Regions from separate parts of the Anas platyrhynchos genome. Here region 1 is linked to region 2. The links are chromatin contacts, called in public Hi-C maps. All regions are on one chromosome and are shown on one strand. Each heading gives the region's core, a stretch centred on a gene start, on an enhancer-like site or on the middle of the called end of the contact. The rest is flanking DNA. Distances are from core to core; before and after follow the strand shown. Region 1 overlaps ATE1 (arginyltransferase 1). Region 2 has its middle 9.0 kb from the start of FGFR2.

Region 1 (6,525 bases), core at 1,972-4,471, 110 kb before region 2:
CATTTTTGGCTTTAGCTCAAAAGAATGTACGGGGAGCATTTTTGTAAGATCTGTGTAATGCTACTGTGGGAAACCATAAACTCTACTTCACTTTGTTTTGTAAAATAGCAGAACTCATAACAATAAGTACTAGTCTCTGCCTTTTTCTTAATTACTGACATAAATGAGGTTAATTATAATCCGGTAAAATTGGAAACGTTGAGAAAGTCTGAGCTATTTACTGGATTGGTAACATGCATTACCTGGGCTGATCTGGGACCTCATTTGCCTGCTACAATGAATGTATTTCAGCCTTATTGCTGAGATAGTACATGTAATCCAGCGTGCTTTTGCTCTGAAAACTGTTACTGCAAAGAGAGAGTGGTGAGAACCTCCTAATTTTATATTTTCTTTGTTCAGAATTACAGATGATTTTTAATACACTGCTTACTCCCCTCATGAAGAATCAAAGGCACTATCACCAGGGCTGCTTGCAGTTCAGTTCAGAGTGGCATCTGGCACTTGGTTCATCTAGCCCTGTTTGGTCAGAGCACATGGCTTGTCTTAGGCTTGGGTTTGATAGCCCTAATCACCCATATATAAATATATATTAATCTTTTTATTACAAACTGAGGGAGTCTAGAGGATTAAAGCTGTTTAAAGATGTACATTAAAAATTTCCGCCCCATTAAGGTATAAAGTCTAACACAAGTTAATTCCTAATGAGGAAGGAGATGGATTTCTCTTCATACTGCTAGAAGTTCACTGGGTTTTTATCTTCCTGTTTTTCCCTGTTACTTGTCATAGGTGTTTCTTCCTTTTCCCTGGCATCATGTTTGTGCAGGCTTAGTACAATATTCCAGGGGAGACAGGAGCTTCTCTGAATCTTCTAGTAAGTGTAAAAACTCAGTCTGGTGCTGGTGGGTTTTAACGCAGATCCTTCTAAAACACTAGAAATTGTGTTAGGTGTGTTCATCTGACTGTCTGGTTAAGAAGGTCTTGCTGTTGACAGTTATCAGGCACCAAAGCTCAGTCACCTCAATCAAAAGCATTTTGTAATTGATCCCTGGAGGAAGTAAAGTGAAGAATACATTACACAAAATGTATTTTTGTATAGGTTAGAAGCCGTAATACTGAATCTTTGTAGGAGGAGAATTACTGGAGTCTCTTTTAAGAACAGAAGATAGTAAGTAGGGTAAAACTGGTCCAAGTTTTTTAGAAGGACAGTGGAAAGTACTGTTTGAAAGACCTCAAATCTTTTCTTCCTCTTTTTCAGACTTTGTAATATATCATACAGACATTATGGAGCCAAGTAATTTTTTAAGTAAAGGTAGAATGAAATTCTGTCCTATACACAGGGCTTTTTTCAGGGCAGTAGCAAGTCTGCTTTGGGTTTTAAACTGGCAAACATCCAGGAATTTTTTGGATCTAAAATTAAATCTATCTTTTAATCTGTGCAAGCTAATATAACTGTGTGTGGCTGATGAACCTCCTTCGCTGATAAGCCTCCATTTCAGGGAGAGTCCTGCACACTTTCGTGTTTGGAAAGCTTCTAGTTTAGGAAAAGTATTTAATTTACATTTGGCTGAACACTTCACATTCAGAAACCTGCCTGTATTTAAATTCATAATCCAACAAAAATTATTGTGGGTCATATTAACAAGTTCTTTTTGGAATATATTATTAAATTGTTGGCATTGCACTATACTGTCTGCCTGTATGATCTACTAGACCAGCTTTAATATTAACAGTATTACATTAAAAGGCAATTTTAGGAATAGACTTATAATTCTGGTGATTTGAAAATAACACTAATGTGGAAAGTTATAAAAAAAAAAGTCACAATATTAACATAAGGTACGTGAACTGTGAAGATGATTATTGCTCAATGAATGTGAAAGAAGGCCCTCTTTTTGCACCTATGCAATGTGTATACATCTTTTGATCGAGATATTTATGTGATGGAGGGGACTTCAGTACCGGCAATGCATGGAAGGCTTAATGCCAAAACTTACTTAGAACTTTTAGGCACTCTCTGCTTAGTGCCATGCTGACACCATTGGTAACTGATGTTTCGGTGCCTTCAGGCCAGTGGGTCTTTTGGGATTTTCCTTTCACCTCCTGACTTCCACTGCTTTGGAATCTCTGATGGAGAGCACAGTTGTAAGCTCATGGGTGCCACATTGTGCCTCTCTTTTTTTTTTTCCTTCCTTGCTGCTACTGCCACTGATTTGACCCTTGATGGATAATAGCTGGGATTTTTTTTTTTTCATTTGTTATTTTAGAATTACTTGTGTATGAGTTATTAATGCACATTTTGAAAAAAATACATTGGTAAAGCTTTTATGTTGAAAGTCTAAATATTTGGGAATCAGAAAACCTCTCTTGGGGTTTGTTACTCCAAGTTTCACTGTCAGCTTAACAAGCCCTTAACAAACCCCCTGCATTCTTCATTTTAATTTAACCCGTGGTCTCTTCAAACCACAGCTTGCTGTGTGTTTATGGTCTTTGAGCTTGTATATGTGTGACAGAATAAGTGAAGATCTTCTGCTTAAGGACGTACAGGAGTTTATTAAGTGCTAAGTGAAATACTAGAAAACAAACTTTTCTTGTAGAAAAGGTCCCATCTTTTTTTTTTTTTTCAATGCAGTTTATTTTTGATGAGCATAGGATTCATTTATTAGTTCTGGTTCATCGAAGTGGATATTTTCTGGAAATTCACAGCTACAGCAGTTCTAAGATGGAATTCCACTTGTGACTAAAGCCCTGTACATTATATATTCTGTTCCTTTAGCTATTAAAATATAGTCAGGTTCTGACGCCAGTTTACCTTAGTAAATTAAAAAAAAAAGCTGAAAAGTTCAACTTTCTGTAGCAAAAGAAATAAATAAAAGCAATTTGCAGTTGTGCTTTTACATGTTTAAAGATAAGTAATTCTGCTACAGTATCTGATTTAGCATCCTTTAGTCTTGTCCATGGCTTTCTATCACTGAAAATATATCTCCTTTAAAAATATATTGCTTTTTCTCCCCTTTATTCCTCTACTCAGTTACTGTTTTTTTCCAGTTTTCTCATTCTTTAGTGATGTTTTGAAGACAGTGGTTTTCTTAACTTTCTGGCAGCATTTCTTAGCACAGCTTGTATTGATACAGGGCTATCTACTTCTTATTTCTGAACCTCTCTTTCTTCTTGCAATTTAATCTTTGTGCAATGTACTTTTTCCAAAGCTGAACTATTATATCTTCAGTAACTCCTCGCTTGCTGTCTGTATTTAACTTTGGCCAGTCATACTCTGCTGGATAATTTGGCTATCAAACAGCGTTTTGTCCCTTGTGTTAATTTAAGCCGAACTTGGAAAATGGTACTTGTTTTACCACTCTGATAATCTAGTTTAAGGCATTGAATAACTTCTGGTGGTGCAGGGTTTTGCAGAATCATGTATTTTCAATGTTTTGGCAAAAGCCTTGTTTGTTTATTCTTTATCTGGAGTCGTGCTTACCCTAAGGTGGTCTTTGGCTGCTAGCCTGGCGTAATGCAAGTGCTTGATAGTAATCTTGCAATCTGTTTTAAAGCTTGATAATGGGGGGTGGGAGAGACAATGTGAGAATTTCTTTTGGGCCTGTTGGTTTGGACGTGCTCGGTGTGATCAGGTTTCTGTGAGGAGGCTTCAGTAAAATTGGGCCACGAGTATTGCTGCTGACATGTTTACAGTCACTGCTCACACAAATGTTGAGGTACAAGTCTGCATTTATACGCACTAAGCATAGTTTATTACATTCAGGTTGAGTATCACAGCGTTGGTGTGCAAGAAGAGCAGTTCGGGTGAATGCATCTACCAGAGTGTGTAGGCCTCAAATTTTTGTTTGAGCTTTTGCTGGAGAGAGGCAGCCCTGAGCCCTCACAGATCCAGTGGCTTCTGTCAGAGCTAACCAAAGGGAGTGTAGAAATGGAGTAGCGGTGTTAAACCTGCACCAGGTCCCAGTGGTGCTCTGGCCCCTGAGGTGAGGAGTACCCGCCATTGCTGTGGGGGTATCGTCGCCATCCTCAGTGCTGAGTAGATACTGTGGTAAAGTAGGAGTAAGTTTGTGATCAGCCAAGTAAGATCGTATTCTAGGAACGGTTTTAAGCATCTCCTTACTGGTGTAATCATAAATAACTTAGCATGTGAGTGAAAATGTTTCAAATCTCTTTTTGTCTTGACGTAAAAGCTGCAACTTTTTTTTGGTATAGGCTTTTCAGCTACTGATTATCCTCTCTTGTCTTTTTTTGGTGTCTGGTATAAATCAAACTTCTCTTGAAAACCTTCTGAAAACCCTCAAAACCCTTTAGTCAGCCTCAGAACTGGCCTGCTTGTCCCTGTGCTTCGGAGGGCAGTCAGCTGCTGGTGGCCAGCAAAGTAGGAGGCGCCTGACAGCACTTGTGTTAGCATGGTTTTATTGAATGGGTTGGTGTCCTGAGGAGAAACACAGCAAACCACTCTCTAATTAAAAGTTGCTCTTAAATAGTGCTGTGGAAGAGCTGATTTTTCAGTTTTTCCTCTGTGGGAACACAAAGCCGTATTATGCTGCTATGTAAATGCAGTTATCTGCTTTCTGAGTAATATATTGTTATCTTTAAATGAGTCGTTGGGGAAATCTGAAGAATTAGGGGAAACCCCAACAGGTTATTAAGTGGGAAAGTATTAATAGCTGAATGAATTAAGATACAGGCATGGAAAATAGATGTATTGCCTACTGAACAAGTTTATCCAAGGCTACTCTTGGATTAACCAAGCCCAAGAAGTGCTCGGCTTTGGAAGAGGTGAAAATGTGCAAGGGAAGAACCTGTGCTAGTGTTTGTCACATTCTCTGCACTTCCTCTGGCCTTTTTTCTTTTTGGAAGTAGTGCGCACAGATCTCTTTCTCTGGTCCAAGATGATAGTTCTTGTGCACTGTTCAAATACAGCCCTTGTTTGCCAGCATTTATTCTTTCTTGATAAAGTAGTGGAAGACTGTATTCATGTTCAATATGTGGATCTGTGTATATAGCTTACAAAAATCCACAATGTAATCAATTGCAAGAATTTATTTACACATCTACAAGTTACATTTATTTTTTTCTGCTTGGGTGGTAGTTTTATTTATATTCTGAAAGATTCGAGCTGTAATGAAGAAAAATTGTGAAAATGTAACCTGGGAAAACCTGAATAAGGGCAACTTCTGTAATGAACAGAGAGGCGATATCAGGCTGAGCATCCTTTGGTTAAACAGGCATTGTTTCCCTGTATTTCAGTGCAGGATCAGTTGGAACACAAAGCTGATCAGCAGATCAAGAGTACCATGATTGTTCAAATAAAATTTATGAATGACACTTTGTCCCCTCTTTTGTTTTGTTTTGTGTTTTTTTTCAATTGTCAGAAGAAATACAATGAGTCTTTATAATACAGCTTTGTCTTAATTTCTGCACAGCAAAATGGACAAATGTGGTTTTGTGATCTGGAGGTTTTGGGATGTTGAGCAACTTGCATTTTAATAGCATTTGATTATTTCTCTGGATGACGTAGTAACATGCTCACTATTGGTCTGTAAGAGCAATAGTCTTTATTTAGTAATCATTATAAGACTTTCTGCATATAATACTGCATGCTGCAGTTGATCTGTATTGAAATATCTTTAATTTGTTACAAAGGCACTTCAGTTATTCTTTGTATTTAGAAATCAAGTTTGGATCATCCAAACTTGATGTATTCTCATAAATGCACATGAACTACTTGTTCTTTCATTGATGTTTTTCCAGCGCTTGATCTGTCTGTATTGAATGTGGAGTAGTACATAAAAGAAAAAAGCTGTGATGCTATTGCAAACATTTATTATCAGATATTTATTCCATTAGCAACGTAAGAATAGCTGTATGTTGGCTATTAATTTGTTATAATAATGAATCTTGATTTATGCTTACAGCAGATTTCATCAGCTCTGGCAGCTTCTATTTTCCTTTGGTCCTGGAGTTAAGTCAACTGTTATCCCCAAACAAAGAAGAATTGAAATGCATTTTTCTTTCCAGTGTAGTAGAAATAATTACATTTTTTGTAATTGCTTTTTATATATGCTTTCAATTAGCTGGAGTAGAGAACATGAAAGTAGAATTCTCTGACTTTTCAAATGGTTATTTAAATGATGACAGCTAGCGGATTTGAATGGATAGGCATTTGAATTCCAGGCAGGTTTTTGCTTCAAAGTCCTTGCTAGGACTACAGATGCAGCCACATAACCAATTCTGTGCTTCATGGCACTGTTGTGCTGATACCTGGGTTTTAGCCACTTGAAGAAAACCTGTAAAATAATGCATGGAATAATGTTGTGAGAAGAAGAGTGAACTTTGTCTCCTGCAGCTCCAGAGACAGAAATGCTTTGGGGATGGAATCAAGCGCAGGTGCCCCACGGTGCAGCAGAGGTGGCTTGCTCTACTGGTGTGTCACTGCCTCTTTGCTGGGGCTGCCTCAAGAGAGGAAGAGTATGAGAGTGACCAGTGTTTTATCCTTTAGCTTCATCGAATTACAGCAGAAAA
Region 2 (6,419 bases), core at 3,061-5,560:
GCCACCAGAAAGCTGGTCGGAGCTGTGAGGGCAGCCAGCCTCACTGTCGGTCCCGCAGGAAGCGGGTGGCTCAGAGCACCCATCCAGTTCTGCCACCCATTAGGAGTAAAACAATTGCAAACTGTCATCGCTCAACACTACGAACAGTCCGAATGCAGTTAATTTAAGGTAAGGCTTTGTCGTACGGATGGAGTGACCCAGTTCTTTCACGTTTTCATCTCTTGGTTCCCTCCTTTTCTGCCCAGCACTGTATTTCTCCTGCTCTGCTGGGGTAAGTTTTGTTTGTGTGCGCTTCAGGGATATGACTGTGTAAGGTTGTCTCATGCAACTAAAAATAAAAGCACAGTAGCTTTATTCATCCAAGCTTTATTCATCCAAGCTCTATTAATCCACTCTTACTTTCTTCTGCTCCTTGATATCTGCACGAACAATGACTCTCCGTGCTCCTTCGCCTCCTCCTCTGACCAGAGGACAGTAAGTGCCACACAGAGGCTTTCTATCAAGCTGGCAAATTGGTCTGCCCTTTGCTAAGAGCTTGGTCCTGGTTTGGTCCCTCGTCACAGAATCTGCTGGTGAAACCCTGGTTCACAAAGGAGTGAGGCCAGTGCTGAGTGCTTGACAGCTCTTTCCATGAGGCTCTTGCGCTTTGAAAACCTCCCACCCACTAGTTGTTTTGAATTAGGGTTTTGGCCGGGGATCACTGAGTTACACAACGTGGCATGAGAACATATATTGCAAACAGAGCACAGAGCTGTGCCGGGGCTGTTGGTCGCTTATACGGCGCTGTGGCGTCACTGCGCGATCCTGCAGGCCGCAGTCAGCTGCGGCCGCGCTCTTTCCTCTCCGGGCCTACAACACTGCGAGGGAACGGGAAGCAGAGAGAAGCCCCTGCTGCAGCAAGCACATTTATCCGGCCCGTTCTCCTTCGAGAAGCTTGGTCACAAAGAGACACTGACGGGCTGTTTGTTTCAGGGCCCTGCTGAGGAGGGCAGCGTCTCCACCACGCTGAGTGCTGCCAGTCACCAGACGGCCTGGTGCTGCGCGGCGCGAGGGGGGCGGCAGTAAACAGCCACGGGGACAATGGGGGCTCTGAGGAGGAGGAATGGGTTTGTACCAGGGCTTGCAAGGGTACCTGAAACAACAACGGGGCGATTCAGCGGCGAAAAGGATGAATGAGGGGAGATGAGCAAAGCTGGGCTTGTGCAGGCTGGCACATGACAATGTTATTGGGCCTGTCAGTTGATGCTGGGTGAAGAATGCGGACAGAAAGGGCTTTTAGTCAGCTAAGCTAGCGTAGGATGCTGGTGAGGTTATTTTCTGGTATTTTCTGCCTCTTTCCCCGTTCCCTGAGTCACTCCTCATCTCATTTCATCTGGTTGTGTTCCTGGTTATCAGGCAGCAACACGACCACGGGATTCCTGGCATAGCAGAGCCAGCGGGATCGATACAGCCAGAAATCCCCTGGGTGGCTTCGAGCAGCTTGGGCAGCCTTTGAACACACCAAAAAGTGGGTGGCTGGCCTGGGGCACTCCCAGTGGAGGAAAGGTAATGACAACACCTGAGAAAAAACGCTCCGATGGGGTTCTGTACTCCGAGAAATCGGATCACTGCCTAGGAGCGAGGGTATGCACGGAGAAACCCAGCATCGGGCAGCTGGGCTTGAAGAGGTTGGTTTGTACTCTCGGTGACATTCTTTGTAAAACAGAAATCTTAATGTAAACAGTGGCAGATAAAGGGTTTTTTAAATGGCCCATTGCCATGAAGAAAAAGAGCTAGGCAAGCAAACAAGCAAACGCAGCTGAGAGGATGAATGTCCCATAACTCACAGCGCATTTATTTACTTACTTTGGCATGGGACACAGGTGTGAGCTCGTTCTTTGTTTCTTTCTGCAGGCTTGAAGAAAGCCTGACTGCTCCTTGCTATGCAGGTAAAATTACTTGAGTATTGAAGAATATTCTTTAAAGCTGTACCTTGCCACCTTTTTAATGAAAAGACACATGCCTTGTGGAAAAAGCAGTCCAAGGACCCACTAAAGTTAAATAAATAAAATCTGCAAACCGTTTCATGCAAGGCTCCAACAATGGTTTTCATTTATTCTCCTCACCTCTCCCTGAAATAAACTGAACTTTGAATGTTCGTGGATTACTCTCTCCAGTTTTGCTTCCTGGCATGGATCTTTGCACATTTTCACCTCTCAGGTGTTACAGCTCTCCACGGGCCCCTGACCAGAGCCTGCAGGTTTGTTGCACACTCTCTGCTTGGTTGTATTAGTCATTTATATTTCACATCTTTCAAGGATTTTTTTGTAATACTTTTGACCTTAGCCAGATCAGACTGTTTTACTGAGTTTAACCATAGCTTCTTGGAGAGCATGGGGAGCTGTGAGGGTGAAGAGGGCAGGACAGAGGACGGGCTGGAGGTGCCACCTGAGCACCCATCTGGCAAGGGGCAGGAGGGGGCCTGGGGCATGGAGAGGGGTCCCAGGGACAGACCAAGGCCTCGTGGGCCAGGGAGGTCAGCCAGGAATCATGTTTGGGGACAACAACGGGTGTTTGCTTTGCTTATCCCAGGGGAAATGTCTGAACTCAGTGTGAGGGTGAGGGTAGGCCGAGAGGAAGCTCCAAATGGAGAGATCAAGATTTAGAGGCATAAAAATAAGAGATGCATTGGAAGTGCTCCAGGAGGTAAAAGGCATGAGCTGAGAAGAGCCAGAGGAATATTTTTGAAGAGGACTGGACATGTTCAGCTCCAGGAGAGGCAGTCAGTTTGCAGAACTAAGTCCAGCAGTGGAAAAGCTCCTCCTGGGGCCTTGGAGGTCACACCATGCCCCAGGAGGGCAGGTGCTCAGGCCAGATGGATAACCTGGCTACCTTTCCTGTTGGGTGGATGAAGGGGAGAGAATACTTGGAGACAGTCACCTGTGGAGCCTGAAGAGTGTGGTATCTGATATGTGGAGGCTGGGGAGCAAGGAGAGTGAGGAAGAGCAGACAGCTGCCCTAGGATGGTCCGTGCATCTAGGTAACGATGAGGATAAAACAGAAATTATCTCCTGCTCCTGGACTAATGACCACAGCAGCTGCCAGCTACTCTGCTCCCCTTTTGTGAGTAAATACAGGTGGTGGCATATGGGAATTACTTTTCAAGGCTAATTAGCAGGGTGTTAATTCTCATCAGACACTTAACGTATCAGTGAAATCCAACCCGCACCCCCAATAAATTTGCTTGCCCCACTGATAGCATTCACTATAAATTATTTAATTCCTTCTCAGCTGTTTGAATGCTTGTTTCAGGTTAGGCTTTACAGGGATTTGTTAATTTGTTTCTGGTACTGCCAGAATGCATTAGGGCCATTTCCAGCTAGAAGGAGACATGCTTCCTGCTCCCCAGGCTGTAACGTGAAGGTAAGAGATTAAGAGAGAAACTTGAGAAAGAGTCAGGGCAGTGTGCTAACACATCTTTGGTTTGATGATACAAGGTGTTTGGGAGATTTCTAGCATGAGGACAAGCCTGTGTTTGAAAGGGTTTGTGCTTTGAGGACCTGATTCAGGTCTCACTTGGGTGAATCAGAGCAGTATGGAGCCCGAGCCAGGCGGGAGATGTCTGCTGCTGTCTGAAGGAGAGGGAAAACCATAGCAGCAGGAAAACAAACTCCCTGTGCTAAGGGGAGAGAAGGCAAAAAAAGGGGACAACAACAAGGACTACAAGTGGGCAGGAGCTGGGCTGGGAGGCCAGGGGAGGGTGGCCTGTCCCAGGCAAGCACAAGAGGGGTGAGGTGTCCCCACCAGCTCTGTAAGGAAAACAACAATCGGGGAAAATCTTCGTTAGAGCTGACTCAAACGTTTTTGCCCTATCTTAAATCAGAATGTTTGCTTTCACCGCTGATGATTTCTTTCTGGCTGCTGCACCTCTGCTGAAATTTTTGTGGCACAGATGGTTCCCTGGTAATTTGCGTGCACATCCTTTCAGAAATATGTTCCTCCAGGAGAGCTTTCCTCTCAGCGACACCTGTGTGATGTGGGTATTAATTAGAGAGAGCAATAAAGAAGTGGGCTGACAGGTGAAAACCCTTCTCTTGATCTCCCTGTGCTTATCTTTAATGCTTTTAAGCTTACTGGTATCAAAATAATTAATTAAGGTGGCATTTCTGCGGTGAGATGAGTGCTCCTTTGGCTTGCAGCTCTGTGCAGCTGCTCGGCTGACATATGAGCAGGCATTTCTGCGCAGCGCCGATGTGGCACGCTGCAGTCCTGGCCACCGAGAGTAGGAGTTTATTTTGGAAACTGCTAATGGCTTTGTTTGCACGTTTATTCCTTTCGTTGCTGTGACCTTTGTTCGCATTACTACGATAAGGAGCTCTTCTGGAGGAGGGCAGGCCTAGCGCTTTGGACACCCAGGGGCCTTTGGAAAAGCCTTCGGCCCAGCTACTCGGAGGGAGGCACGGTGCCGCTCGCAGCTGGACTCCACAGGCTGGATAATGTTTGCTAGGGTAAATATTTAGAAATTAGGCATAGGAATTCAGGAGTACAAACAGACGAATGTATATAGTTATGGAAGGCGCTGTATCGCTCATTTTGAGGACTCAGTTTTGGAGGCATCTCCAGCCATGCCAGGACTACTGCGAGCTGATTTCCCAAGGAGCAGAGGGTTTCAGATGAGGGGTGTGTGCCTCTCCCCCATCTTCTCTGTGGAAAGTGTCAGGCTGTCAGATGTCAGAAAAGGGGCTTTTGGTTTCCAAAAGAGGGAATAGCGAACCACCCTGAAGAAAGAGCAGCAGCAGACCTTACAAAGTGTTCCTATGTCTTCAGACCATCTTTTAAACATAGCTGGAAAAAAAAAAAATAGACGTTTAAATATTACTTTTTACATAGGAAACAGACTATAACTTGTGCTTGGTCTTTATTTTGGCACTGGGACTGCATATAGACCATGTCATATTGCCTTCATAAATTAATCCAAAACAATTAGCTGTAATTTACTTTCAAATGTTGGTAACTCCAGTTTCCATACATGTCCCCAGCTTCTATTAGTAGGAGAAGTCTAGTTGTGCAAACTGCAGTTTATGAGAGGAAAAACTGAATTATGAAGACATTTTTACTGAGAGTCTGTGTTGTGTTTTGTTTGTTTGCTTTCTTGGTCAAATAAGTAGCATGAAACTGGTCATTTAAAAATAAAACGGAACAGAAAAACACAAACAAACAAAGGAAGAACAGCGCTTGTTGCTTTTTTCAGTGTCCTTCTCGGATTGTGCATGTAATAACTAGGCATATTTCCATAGCTGCCATTCTCGAGTGAACAAAGCTTGTTATTAGATGTCTAGTCTAGTTTGTCTGATTTAAATTGCAGTCGGGGGGATGAGTGCATGCTTGACATTTCTGCAGTAAACTCTCTAAAGCAATGCCAGCCCAGGCTCTGCTATGGGAAACTAGTAAAATTCATTCAGTATGTTCACGAGCAACAACACCAACTTTTAATAAACTTAGAAGGCATATAATTACTTTTGGCCACATATGCTCGATTTTTCTACTTTTTGAGTATTAAAAAAAAAGTGTAGGTTTTCTTAGATATGGAAAAAGTACAAGCAAAATCCCTATTTGTTTTACACAACTGGTTCTGTTTATGTTGCCCACATTGAGCATGATGTACCCTCGTATGGGAGGGGAATCTTGTTTACAGCTGTAGCTGAGAGCCATTAACAGGATGGAGGAAAAAGTGAAGAAGTTGCCTAATGAGTAAGTAATGAGAACTGGAGAGAGAGCAGGAACAGTGACTTTAGCTCAGTTCCGTGAACGCTGGAAGTACTTTACATCCCTGAGATGATCCCCACTGAACAAATAATGTGGGCATATATTTCAGTTTTATTAGGTTCAATGGGGCTTACACATTTTCAATAACAATGTATAATAAACATTTGGCTAAGCTGGGGCTCCAGCTTTTGTTTTTAAATTATGGATAATGGTATTTGTCCAGCTTGTCTTGATACTTACATATAAAAATACTCTCTGTCTTCCAAGTATCATTAGCCATGCTTAAATATGCGACAGAAATAGCCAAAGGGTATTTCTCCCTCTTGGATTCCCTGGAGATGCCTGACTCATGTGGCTGATGATCTGCCACCATTGCTGGTGCTTCTGAGTGTATCAGCTTAAAGCACGGTGCTCCTTAAAACATCTCCCACCTGCCTTCTCATTTGAGCTGGGAGATCTGCACACCAAGGATGGTGCATTTCCAGGACTCAATCTCTAGTCCACCTGGCAGGTGGCTGTTGGGGCAGAGGAACAGAAGCAGCTCCCTCCTGGGGCATTTGCACTTTTGACGTGCTGTGTGTTTCTTTATTCCCCACGACCAAAATGCACAGGAGAGAAAAGGCAGTTACCACGTTCCTGTACAAGCCAGATAGCCCAGGCGTCGTTTGTGTGTT

What was found. A called contact is a pair of places that touch in the nucleus more often than the background predicts.
Region 1: a contact with region 2 is called in a Hi-C map of skeletal muscle, with 2.4 times the contacts expected there. The contact joins two enhancer-like sites.

The regions. Positions count from the first base shown.
Region 1 is chr6:36,634,992-36,641,516 of IASCAAS_PekinDuck_T2T, reverse strand. All of the region lies in intron 7 of ATE1 (arginyltransferase 1), which reads left to right. Among named protein-coding and RNA genes, the nearest start is that of ATE1, 18 kb to the left of the region's middle. Within about 2 kb of position 3,221, at least 1 of the 8 cell types and tissues checked has an H3K27ac peak or open chromatin away from gene starts, as enhancers often do.
Region 2 is chr6:36,527,407-36,533,825 of IASCAAS_PekinDuck_T2T, reverse strand. No RefSeq gene overlaps it. Among named protein-coding and RNA genes, the nearest start is that of FGFR2, 9.0 kb to the right of the region's middle. Within about 2 kb of position 4,310, at least 4 of the 8 cell types and tissues checked have an H3K27ac peak or open chromatin away from gene starts, as enhancers often do.